Linked DNA regions of Pan troglodytes: region 1 is linked to region 2. A link is a contact called in public HiChIP or PLAC-seq data. All regions are on one chromosome and are shown on one strand. The core of a region is the stretch at or near the end of the contact, and the rest is flanking DNA. Distances in the headings are between cores, read along the strand shown. Region 1 holds the start of PCIF1 (phosphorylated CTD interacting factor 1). Region 2 holds the start of ZSWIM1 (zinc finger SWIM-type containing 1).

Region 1 (5,148 bases), core at 1,435-3,934, 53 kb after region 2:
TGGCCTCCCAAAGTGCTGGGATTACAGGCGTGAGCCACCGCACCCAGCTGAGAAGAGGCTGGTTTTGACATGCGGAAAGTGAGCAAAGGGAGAAGATGAGGCATGTATCAGGTGAAAAGCAGTGCTGAACACTGTGAGGTAGAGAAACCTTTAAGATACTTAACTATCCAGGCCGGACGCGGTGGCTCACGTCTGTAATCCCAGCACTTTGGGAAGCCGAGGTGGGCGGATCACCTGAGGTCGGGAGTTCGAGACCAGCCTGACCAACAGGGAGAAACCCCGTCTCTACTAAAAATACAAAATTAGCCGGGCGTGGTGGCGCATGCCTGTAATACCAGCTACTCAGGAGGCTGAGGCAGGAGAATCGCCTGAACCCTAGAGGCGGAGGTTGCAGTGAGCCGATATTGCACCACTGCACTCCAGCCTGGGCAACAAGAGCGAAACTCCGTCTCAAAAAAAAAAAAAAAAAAAAAAAAAAAAAAAAGATTGAACTATCCAGGGCAACTGTGTCCACTCAGACCAGTCACATCGCCTGAACCTAGATCCCTTCTTCACAAAACAGGGAGGCCAGAGTGGTTTAATGGAACCAGCCCTGCATTTTGGTGTTGAGAACTCCGGGCTTAAAATCCCAGTTTTGTTACTTGTTGATGGCTGTGTGAACCTGGACAATGACTTCGCCCCTGCCCCTCGCTCCAACCTGTTTGCTCATGGGCAAATTTAGGTAATAATTCACAGAATTCCATGATAAAACAGAAGACTAGGCACTTGGGATGTTTGGTATCTTGGTTATCAATTAAGAGAATCTGAACAATGAATGAGAAAATACTTTGAAAACATAAAAGAATAGATAAAAGGCCGGGCGCGGTGGCTCACGCCTGTAATCCCAGCACTTTGGGGGGCCGAGGCGGGCGGATCATGAGGTCAGGAGTTTGAGACCAGCCTGGCCAACATCGTGAAACACCGTCTCTACTAAAAATACAAATAAAACTAGCTGGGCTTGGTGGCGGGTGCCTGTAATTCCAGCTACTTGGGAGGCTGAGGCAGAATTGCTTGAACCCGGGAGGCAGAGGTTGTAGTGAGCCGAGATCGCGCCACTGCAATCCAGCCCGGGCGACAGTGCGAGATTTCGTCTCAAAAAAAAAAAGGGGGGTAACAATCACTACATGGTTTTTAAACTTTAGTGAAAGCGCGGGCTAGCTGGGGGGCATGAGCATGGAAAACTGGTTATCCCGTAGGTCAAGAGCGACCACGTAGTTTACTGCCCAAAGCAGTACTTTTTTTTGAGACAGGAGTCTCACTCTGTCGCCCAGGCTGGAGTGCAGTGGCGCGATCTCGACTCACTGCAACCTCTGCCTCCCGGGATCATGTGATTCTCCTGCCTCAGCCTCCCGAGTAGCTGGGATTACAGGCGCGCGCCACCAGGCCTGGCTCATGTTTGTAATTTTAGTAGAGACGGGGTTTCGTCGTGTTGGCCAGGCTGGTCTTGAATTCCTGACCTCAGGTGGTCCACCTGCGTCGGCCTCCCAAAGTGCTGGGATTACTGGGGTGAGCCACCACGCCCGGCCTAAAGCAGGGCAGTTCTGAAAAAGGAGGCAATATTAGTAATTATGCCAGGGCAGCAGGCATAAATCAAAGCTGGCCCCCCACCCTTCCAGAACTGAGACAGGGCCCAGGAGTCTGGTTTCCCATCAGGCCTCTTATCTGAACGGGAAGCTCTGCGAGGGCAGAACTGCTGTGCCTATATGGAGCTGGCTTATTTCTGGAGGGCTCAAATCTACTTGGAGCAATGCTCATGCCACTGTGAGATGATCACGGCTAACCGATTCAGCACTTAGGAAGCGCCAGGTATTGCGCTGAGGACTTCACATGCATCACCTGAGTTAATTCTCACCAAACCTTTATGAGGTAGGCGGATTTATTATCTTCCACTGAGGAAACTAAAATTTAAATTGGTTAACTCCTTCAAGGCCACACATTTGGGGTGGAGGAGCAGGGATTGAAATCAGATGAGGATCTGAACCCTCGTTCTCAATTACTACTCATATCGGTGCCTCCGTTTTTCTTGAGCGTCCGCCTGCCTGCCCCCACGCTGGCGTGCAGCCGGGACCATGGACATCTGAAAGGCTATTTAGCCGGGGTACCTACAGCCCCTGGCTCCACACAAGCGCCGGTCTGACAGCAGGTGGCAAGCTTTTCCTCCTCTCAAGCTAGCAATAGAAGGGCTGCTTGCTGGGGAGACCGGAGATGGGTGGAGCTACCACTCGGACGCCTGCAGGCTCCTACCAAAAAGAATCCTGCAGGGAGCCGGATGAGGAGCACCTCACAGCTGCCAGTTCCCTGCCAGGCTACCCGCTGTAGCTGGTTTGAGGGCTCAGTGAGGCTTTGAACTGCAACTAATGGCCACAGATGTCAATGTTGGAAAGGCCCTACAATGCATTTAGTTGATTTCCCAACTCTGCCGAAAGCCATCTCTATTACTTGCCCCCGAAGGCTAGTTTAAGTTGCTTCTACTCAAGAGCATTTACAGCTTGGGTTCGATGTATATGTAGCCCGGGCATGGGGCAGGGCTTCTTAACATTTGGACACCACGCAGCACAGAGGCCCAGAGAGGGAAAGAGACTGGCTGGAAGAGGCAGAGCCGCGCGGGTGCCAGGACCCAGGTCCCTCCTACGTCCGGAGCCTACGTCACCACGATGCCTCCCCTGGGCCGGCGGCAGAGCCCGAGACCCCCGCAGGTTCTAAGACAGCCCCACGCCCCCCAGTGCGCACGCTAAGTCCAACCCCGCCGCGCACCGCCCACCGCGAACATCCGGCTCCTGCGTGTGTGCTCGAGGGGGAAACTGAGGCGGGGGCGTGCCAGTGAATTCATTCCTTCCTCAGTCCACCCGCAGGCCTACAAAGCTGTCTCCCCTTGCTCAGCGCCACAAGGAACAGCAGGGACGGATGGGAAGAAGGGGAGGGGGCCGAAAGCAAGCTGGGTGCGAGGAGCCAGCCGACCCTGCCACACTCAAGATGGCGGCGCGGCCGCGGCGAGGTCCCTCAGAGGCGGTACCAGCGCATGCGCAGCGCGGAGTCCCGGCCCGGGACACAAGATGGCGGCAGCGGCGCTGGGGAGGGCGAGGCGGAGGCGGCAAAACGGGCGGTCGAGCAGAACGTGTAGCCGCGTCCCCTCCAGTCCGCTCCAGGCAGGTAAGAGTCCCAGGAAGCCATGGTCCCGCAGCGAGCCGCGCCAGGGTCTGGGGATCCGAAGCTGGGGGGCGGCGGCCCCTCCGGCGCTTTCTGCTCGGGACTGCCGCTTGCCCTGTCTCTGTTGCCGCCGCCATCTTAGACCCGCGGGTGGGCAGCCGCGCCGGTGGCCGAAGTGAGGGAGGTGGGCCCGGAGAGCCCGAGCGGAGCGGCCTCTAGGGCCCCTCCGCTGCTGCCGCCGCCACCGCCTTTGTGTCGGGCTCCGACTCTGAGTCGCCTCAGCCCGGGGGCGGGAGCGCGCGGCGGGGCGGGGGGCGGAGCCCGGGAGATGGGCCGGCGCGCGCGCGCGCCAAACAGCCCACCCTCGCTGGGGTAGGGGGAGGGGAAGGTGCGCGCGCGCGCGCTGGACCTCGCCTCTCGCCTTCGTGCGCCGTCGCGCCTGCGTACTTTGTTCGCCCTTTGACTCCTCCCTACTGGGCCGGAGAATTCTGATTGGTACATTGCGGAGATGGTCCCGCCCCACGTGCCTCCAATCCCGGACTCGGACTCTGGCTTTTGATGGGTTCTTCTGGTTGCGCAGATACAGTTGTTTATCCTTGAGCAGCGGTAATTCTCAAACTGCGGTATGCGTGGGGGTCGGGAAGCCACAGGATAAATAAAGACGTTATCTTAAGAGCAGTTATGTCTTACTGGGAGCGTACAATGCTGGACTCTACATATAACGGTCGAGTGATTCCGGTTTATAAGCCGGAAAGCAGAAGGGCCCGGAATCCGGGTCTGTCCAACCCAGGGGCTGGTACTTGGGCCACAGACCTGCTGCGCTCAAGTCACATAGGAAATTAAAAATGGTTTTAATTGCAAAAAATGGGTACATTTTTTCAAATAGTGTGAAAAAACGAGTCATCCTGTCTCCCAGTCACTCTTACGGTGCGTTTTAAAAATACAAATTCTTGTGTGCCTCACCTCCGTATTTCTGGCTTCTGAGATGCGCAGTGAGGCACAGGAGTCTGATTTTTTTTTTTTTTTTTTTTTTTTTACAAACTCCAAGATGATTCTGATGCACAGCTGGCTTTGGAAATACTGCAGTGTCCCCATTTAGCCTCACACTAAGCTGTGCCGCTTGTGCGTATTCTGCAAAGTTCATCTACCCGGTGCATCAATATCACAGGATGTTTCTTGGGGAAAATATTTTTCAATAAAGGCGAACAAGATGTGTCACATAATGTGTTTGCATGTTTTTATTTTTGCAAGACATTATTCAGAGCGTGTCTTTGACTTGCTGTGGGAGGCTTGGGATTGTGCCCCCACAGATCAGTGATAGGTATGTTTGTTGATTTTTCTCTGGTCTAAGGGTACTTTATTTTATTTTTTATTTTTATTTATTTATTTTGAGACGGAGTCTTGCTCTGTCGCCTGGGCTGGAGTGCAGTGGCGCGATCTCAGCTCACTGCAACCTCCGCCTCCCGGGTTCATGCCATTCTTCTGCCTCAGCCTCCCGAGTAGCTGGGACTACAGGCTCCCGCCACCACGCCGGGCTAATTTTTTTTTTTTTTTTTTTTTGTATTTTTAGTAGAGACGGGGTTTCACCGTGTTAGCCAGGATGCTCTTGATCTCCTGACCTCGTGATCCGCCCACCTGGGCCTCCCAAAGTGCTGGGATTACAGGCGTGAGCCACCGCGCCCGGCCTCTTTTATTTTTTAAGAGATGAGGTCTTGCCCTGTCACCCAGGCTGGAGCACAGTGGCATGATCATACTTCACTGCAGCCTCGAACTCCTGGGCTCAAGTGACCCTTCCACCTCAGCCTCCTGAGTAGCTGGGACTGCAGGTGCAATTTTTTTTTATTTGGGCCCGGCGCAGTGGCTCACACCTGTAATCCCAGCACTTTCGGAGGCCCAGGTGGGTGGATCTCTTGAGGTCAGGAGTTCGAGACCAGCCTGGCCAACATGGTGAAATCCCGTCTC
Region 2 (5,312 bases), core at 1,621-4,120:
ACAGGCCAGCCTGAGAAGCAAGGACGGAACGACATGATTCAGGACCTAAGCAGGGAGTTAGCAAACCTGCTCATGCAGACCGAGGGGCCAGAGCTGGAGGAACGCTACTCCACCCTGCGCAAGATTGTGGATATCTGGGCTGGCCCCTCCCAGCCATCTGAGCTCCTTCAGCAGCCAGGAGACTTTAAGGACGTGGGCCGCCTCCCTTTCCTCTGGGGAAAGCAAGAAGAAGGGGAGGGATTCCCTCCTGCTACAGCTGCGATGCATTATTGAAGCACTTTAGCTGAAGCATTGGACCACAAACACTTCTCCTTGGAAGTGTGAGAGTTTAAAGTGGGCAGGACATACTAGGGTTTAGCATTTTAGCCAATGTCTTCCTAGGTGGGGCTAGGAATATTGTTACAGTAGAGAGGAAAGGAACTCCACTGTGTGACAGTCCTTTCAATCTGCCCCTTTTCAGCCCTACTTTTGGCATTCCTTGGGAGCCTCAGTTGTTGTTCAAGGCCAAAGTTATCTCTGTGCTGCAAGGTCACCCTCTTCCTCCCCCAGCCCCTGAGATCAGATCTTATTTGCTCTGCAAAGATGAATCCCTGCCTCAGGTTAGGGTGAGACAAAATCGGTCTGGTAAAAGGGCCTGTTTTCAGGGACAAAGGGAATGAGGATGATCTTTGGCTGTTGCTGCTCTTTATGAAGAATCTTATTTGTAACTTTTTATTCATATTAAAGTTGTTTTTAATAAAATTAAATAAACAAGGGAAATGTGTTCTGCTTGATCAGGGAAGGAAGAGGAATTGCATAGCAATAGGACTCGACTTTACAGTTAGGAAGTGGCTGCTCTAGGTGGATTTATTAATTTTAAAGAAAATTGAGACCAGGCGCAGTGGCTCACACTCATAATCCCAGCACTTTGGGATGTCGAGGCGGGTGGATGGATCATCTGAGGTCAGGAGTTCGAGACCAGCCTGGCCAACATGGCGAAACCCTGTTCTACTAAAAATACAAAAATTAGCCAGGCGTGGTGGTGCACCTGTAATCCCAGCTTCTTGGGAGGCTGAGGCAGGAGAATCGCTTGAACCCAGGAGGCAGAGGTTGCAGTGAGCCTAGATCGTGCCACCGCACTCCAGCCTGGGTGACAGAGTGAGACTCTATCTCAAGCAAAAAACAACAACAACAACAACAAAAAAAGAAAAGAAAAGAAAATTAAGTATTAGCAACCTAATGGGGTTGTGGAGCCAAATAGAACCTGATGCCTCACATTCAAGGATTTGGCAATCTGCGTCTTAATTTGCCTCCTTCCTACAACTAAGCCTTCAAGGTTGATTTCAGGTTTCCTTATATTCTAGTGGGAAGAGGCCAAATAGACTGGAGGGTGTGGGGGAAAAACCTGAATCTTAGACTTGACTGCCAGCAATTTGCTGGGGAACTGTGGGCAATTTCTTTGACCTCAGTTTCCTCTGTAAAAATTAGCATGTTGGCCTGTTCTAATCCCAGATTTCCCCTCTAGGTTTACATAAGCACCTTTTTGTGTTTTGTTTTTTGTTTTGAGATGGAGTTTCACTCTTGTTGCTTGTTGCCCAGGCTAGAGTGCAATGGCAGAATCTCGGCTCACTGCAACCTCTGCCTACTGGGTTCAAGCGATTCTGCCTCAGCCTCTTGAGTAGCTCGGATTATAAGCATGTGCCACCACGCCTGCCTAATTTTTTGTATTTAGAGATGGGGTTTCACCATGTTGGTCAGGCTGGTCTTGAACTCCCGATCTCAGGCAATCCACCTGCCTCAGCCTCTCAAAGTGCTGGGATTAAAGGGATGACCTACTGCACCCAGCCCAATAACATTTTCGATGCGTAAGTACCAACACTGATTTGATGTTGCTAGTTGGTAATCTTAATCCTCCAAGGCCTGGTAAACACCCAGTTTTCTAAGTCTGCCATCTTCAAGGGAACTGAGGACAAGAGACCAGTCAGTAGGCCCTTGCACTACTGTAGTAGGACCCTAAGTAAGTCATGGCATCATTCTGTAGAATACTGGAGGGGGTTGGGCTAGAGAATGCCAAGTTTTGGCTTGTTTAAGGGGATCTGGATTTCCTCAGCTCTAAAAGTTGGGCTCCTGATCCCCGAAGGAGGAGTAGAATTTGAGACCTGGAACTCAGTTTCCCCATAAGGTAGAATATGCGTTACGACTATATATGCACTGTTTCCTAAACTCCAGGGGCTTTAGAGTTACACACACACACACACACACAACAAAACAAAACCCGTGGTGGCTCACGCCTGTAATCCCAGCACTTTGGGAGGCTGAGGTGGGCGAATCACGAGGCCAGGAGTTCGAGACCAGCCTGGCCAACAGGGTGAAACCCCGTCTCTACTAAAAATACAAAAAATTAACTGGGCGTGGTGGTGGGTGCCTGTAATCCCAGCTACTCAGGAGGCTGAGGCAAGAGAATCATTGCTTGAACCTGGGAGGCGGAGGTTGCTGTGAGTCGAGATCTTGCCACTGCACTCCATCCCAGGCGACAGTGCGAGACTCCATCTCAAAAAAAAAAAAGAAAAAGAAAAAATATATATATTATATATAACTGCTATTTATTTTCCTTTTCATTTTCTGCTTTTGAGGGGGTTTCCATAGTAACGTGTCCTTCCAGTCGCCTAGCCTGAAGGGAGGCCCCGGAGCTCCAGCTTCAAGGCTCAGCTCTCCCAGATGCAAGTATCTTTACCTCCAGCCAGCTCCTTGTAACCCTGGCAACACGGCCCTCCCGCGAATCGTCACGCTACGATTGGTCCGTGGCGCTAAAGCCTGAAAGCGAATTCCTCAGACATTGGTCCGAGTCACTGCGATGCTGACGCTGTGGTTGGTGAGTTTGGATGTCAGTCAGAGTCGGAGGCAGGGTCAAATAGGGAGAAATGGCGACGGAGCCTGGCTGTGGGTGAGTGCTTCCTGAAGGGGTGGAAGTGTGAGACAGCGGATCACCGCAGTTAGCCGTCACACAGCTCCCAAAGGGATGGGAGGAAGGTTTTCTTCTCATCTGGCTCCAGCTGGACTCTGGGAACGTCAGACATCCACATCTCCCACCCAGGTTAGAGGTGAGAGGTCAAAGGCCGTATTCCCTCTGTTGGTTTTTGGACCCCAGGTACTGTGGACAGCAGTCAGGATCCCGAACCAGACTCAACTTTCAGCTACTTACAGAGTAATGGTGGGCAAGTCACTTAGCTTCTTTGAGCCTTAATTTATCATCTGTAAAATGAGGACAGTAACTCGGTCTGGGGCCAAATAGAGGAAACAATGGAATAGAGTATTGCTGCTAAAAGAGGGATATAGTAGAGGCAGGAGAAGCTATGCACATTTGTTAGCCATATTTTATGGTGGAAGGGATTGAGGCTCAGAGAGGGTCATTGACTTGCCCAAGATAACACAGCTAGTTTGGAGCAATTGCAGTTCTCTTATACATACCAGGACCAAAGGAAAGAATGGATGCCAATCAGTCATTTATAAATATAAAATCGTATTTTTATTTTATTTTATTTTTTGAGACAGAGTTTCACTCTGTCACCCAGAGCTGGAGTGCAGTGGCGCAATCTCGGCTCACTGCAACCTCAGCCTCCTGGGTTCAAGCAGGTCTCCTGCCTCAGCCTCCCGAGTAGCTGAGACTACAGGCATGGGGCACCACACCCGGCTAATTCTTTTTGTATTTTTAGTAGAGACGGGTTTTTACCATGTTGGCCAGGCTGGTCTCGAACTCCCAACCTCAAGTTATCTGCCCACCTTGGCCTCCCAAAGTGCTGGGATTACAGGTGTGAGCCACTGCACCTGGCTAGAATGCTATTTTTTTAAAAGGCCGTATGCAGCTCTGGCCATACCTATTTAAATCCCCTGGAACCATATCTTTCCATAGCTAACTTCTTATCATTTAGATTTCAGCTCCAATGTCATCCTTCTCCCCTGAGAGGCCTTCCATTACCACTTTAACTAAAGTATCCCTCCCTTCCCCAGCTTACTCTCTGACATGTTACTCAGGTTTATGGTCTTTGTAAGCTTCATTATTGGATATGTATTTGCTTATTTGTTTACATGTTTATTGTGTATCTTCCCCTAGAACAGTGCTGACATATAGTAAGTGTTCAACAAATATTGTGTGGATGAATAATTGAAGAGCCAGGTCCCTGCTGTCTCCTTAAACCTCTGTTACTCTCCATAGGCCCATCTTTGGAAAAAAGATCTGGGAATGATTGTCTAGCCTCCAGCCTCAGCTTACTTGATGCTTGAGAGACTCAAAGCCCCGTGGTCAGCTGCCCTGCAAAGAAAGTATTTTGACCTTGGCATTTGGACAGCTCCCATCTCTCCCATGGCCCTGACAATGCTGAATGGGCTCCTGATTAAGGACTCAAGCCCACCTATGCTGCTGCACCAGGTTAACAAGACTGCCCAGTTAGATACCTTCAACTACCAGAGCTGCTTTATGCAAAGTGTCTTTGACCATTTCCCTGAGATCTTATTTATCCACCGGACCTATAACCTAAGGGGTAAGGTCTTATATACCTTCCTGGTGGATGGACCTCGGGTGCAGCTGGAGGGTCATCTTGCCCGAGCAGTCTACTTTGCCATCCCTGCCAAGGAGGACACTGAAGGCCTGGCCCAGATGTTCCAGGTATTCAAGAAGTTTAATCCAGCATGGGAGAGAGTCTGTACCATCCTGGTGGATCCTCATTTCCTTCCACTGCCTATCCTAGCCATGGAGTTCCCCACAGCTGAGGTCCTTCTCTCAGCCTTCCACATTTGTAAGTTCCTCCAGGCCAAGTTCTATCAGCTGTCCCTTGAACGGCCCGTGGAAAGGCTGCTCCTGACCTCCCTGCAGAGCACAATGTGCTCAGCCACAGCAGGCAACCTGAGAAAGTTGTATACACTCCTGAGCAACTGCATCCCTCCAGCCAAGCTGCCCGAGCTTCACTCACACTGGCTGCTCAATGACCGCATCTGGCTGGCTCACCGCTGGAGAAGCCGAGCTGAGAGCAGCCGCTACTTCCAGAGCCTCGAGGTCACCACCCACATCCTCAGCCAGTTCTTTGGTACCACCCCATCTGAGAAACAAGGTATGGCTTCTCTGTTCCGTTACATGCAGCAGAACTCTGCAGACAAGGCAAACTTCAACCAGGGCCTGTGTGCCCAGAACAATCACGCTCCCTCAGACACCATCCCCGAAAGCCCCAAAGTGGAGCAGCTGGTAGAATCCCACATCCAGCACTCCCTCAATGCCATCTGCACAGGGCCAGCAGCCCAACTGTGCCTGGGCGAGCTTGCTGTGGTCCAGAAATCCACAC

The links. HiChIP or PLAC-seq counts read pairs in DNA pulled down with a chosen protein or histone mark.
Region 1: an H3K4me3 HiChIP or PLAC-seq map of stem cell-derived excitatory neurons shows a contact between it and region 2, with 2.6 times the contacts expected there. The contact joins the promoter of PCIF1 here to the promoter of ZSWIM1 in region 2.

Annotation. Positions count from the first base shown.
Region 1 is chr21:52,198,151-52,203,298 of NHGRI_mPanTro3-v2.0_pri, forward strand. It overlaps PCIF1 (phosphorylated CTD interacting factor 1), which reads left to right and starts at 2,685. Exons shown (of 17, transcript XM_514687.8): 1 at 2,685-3,189.
Region 2 is chr21:52,144,833-52,150,144 of NHGRI_mPanTro3-v2.0_pri, forward strand. It overlaps ZSWIM1 (zinc finger SWIM-type containing 1), which reads left to right and starts at 2,871. Exons shown (of 2, transcript NM_001251838.2): 1 at 2,871-2,923; 2 at 4,193-5,312. The coding sequence starts at 4,253. ZSWIM3 (zinc finger SWIM-type containing 3) reads left to right here. Exons shown (of 2, transcript XM_525341.8): 2 at 1-759. The coding sequence ends at 273.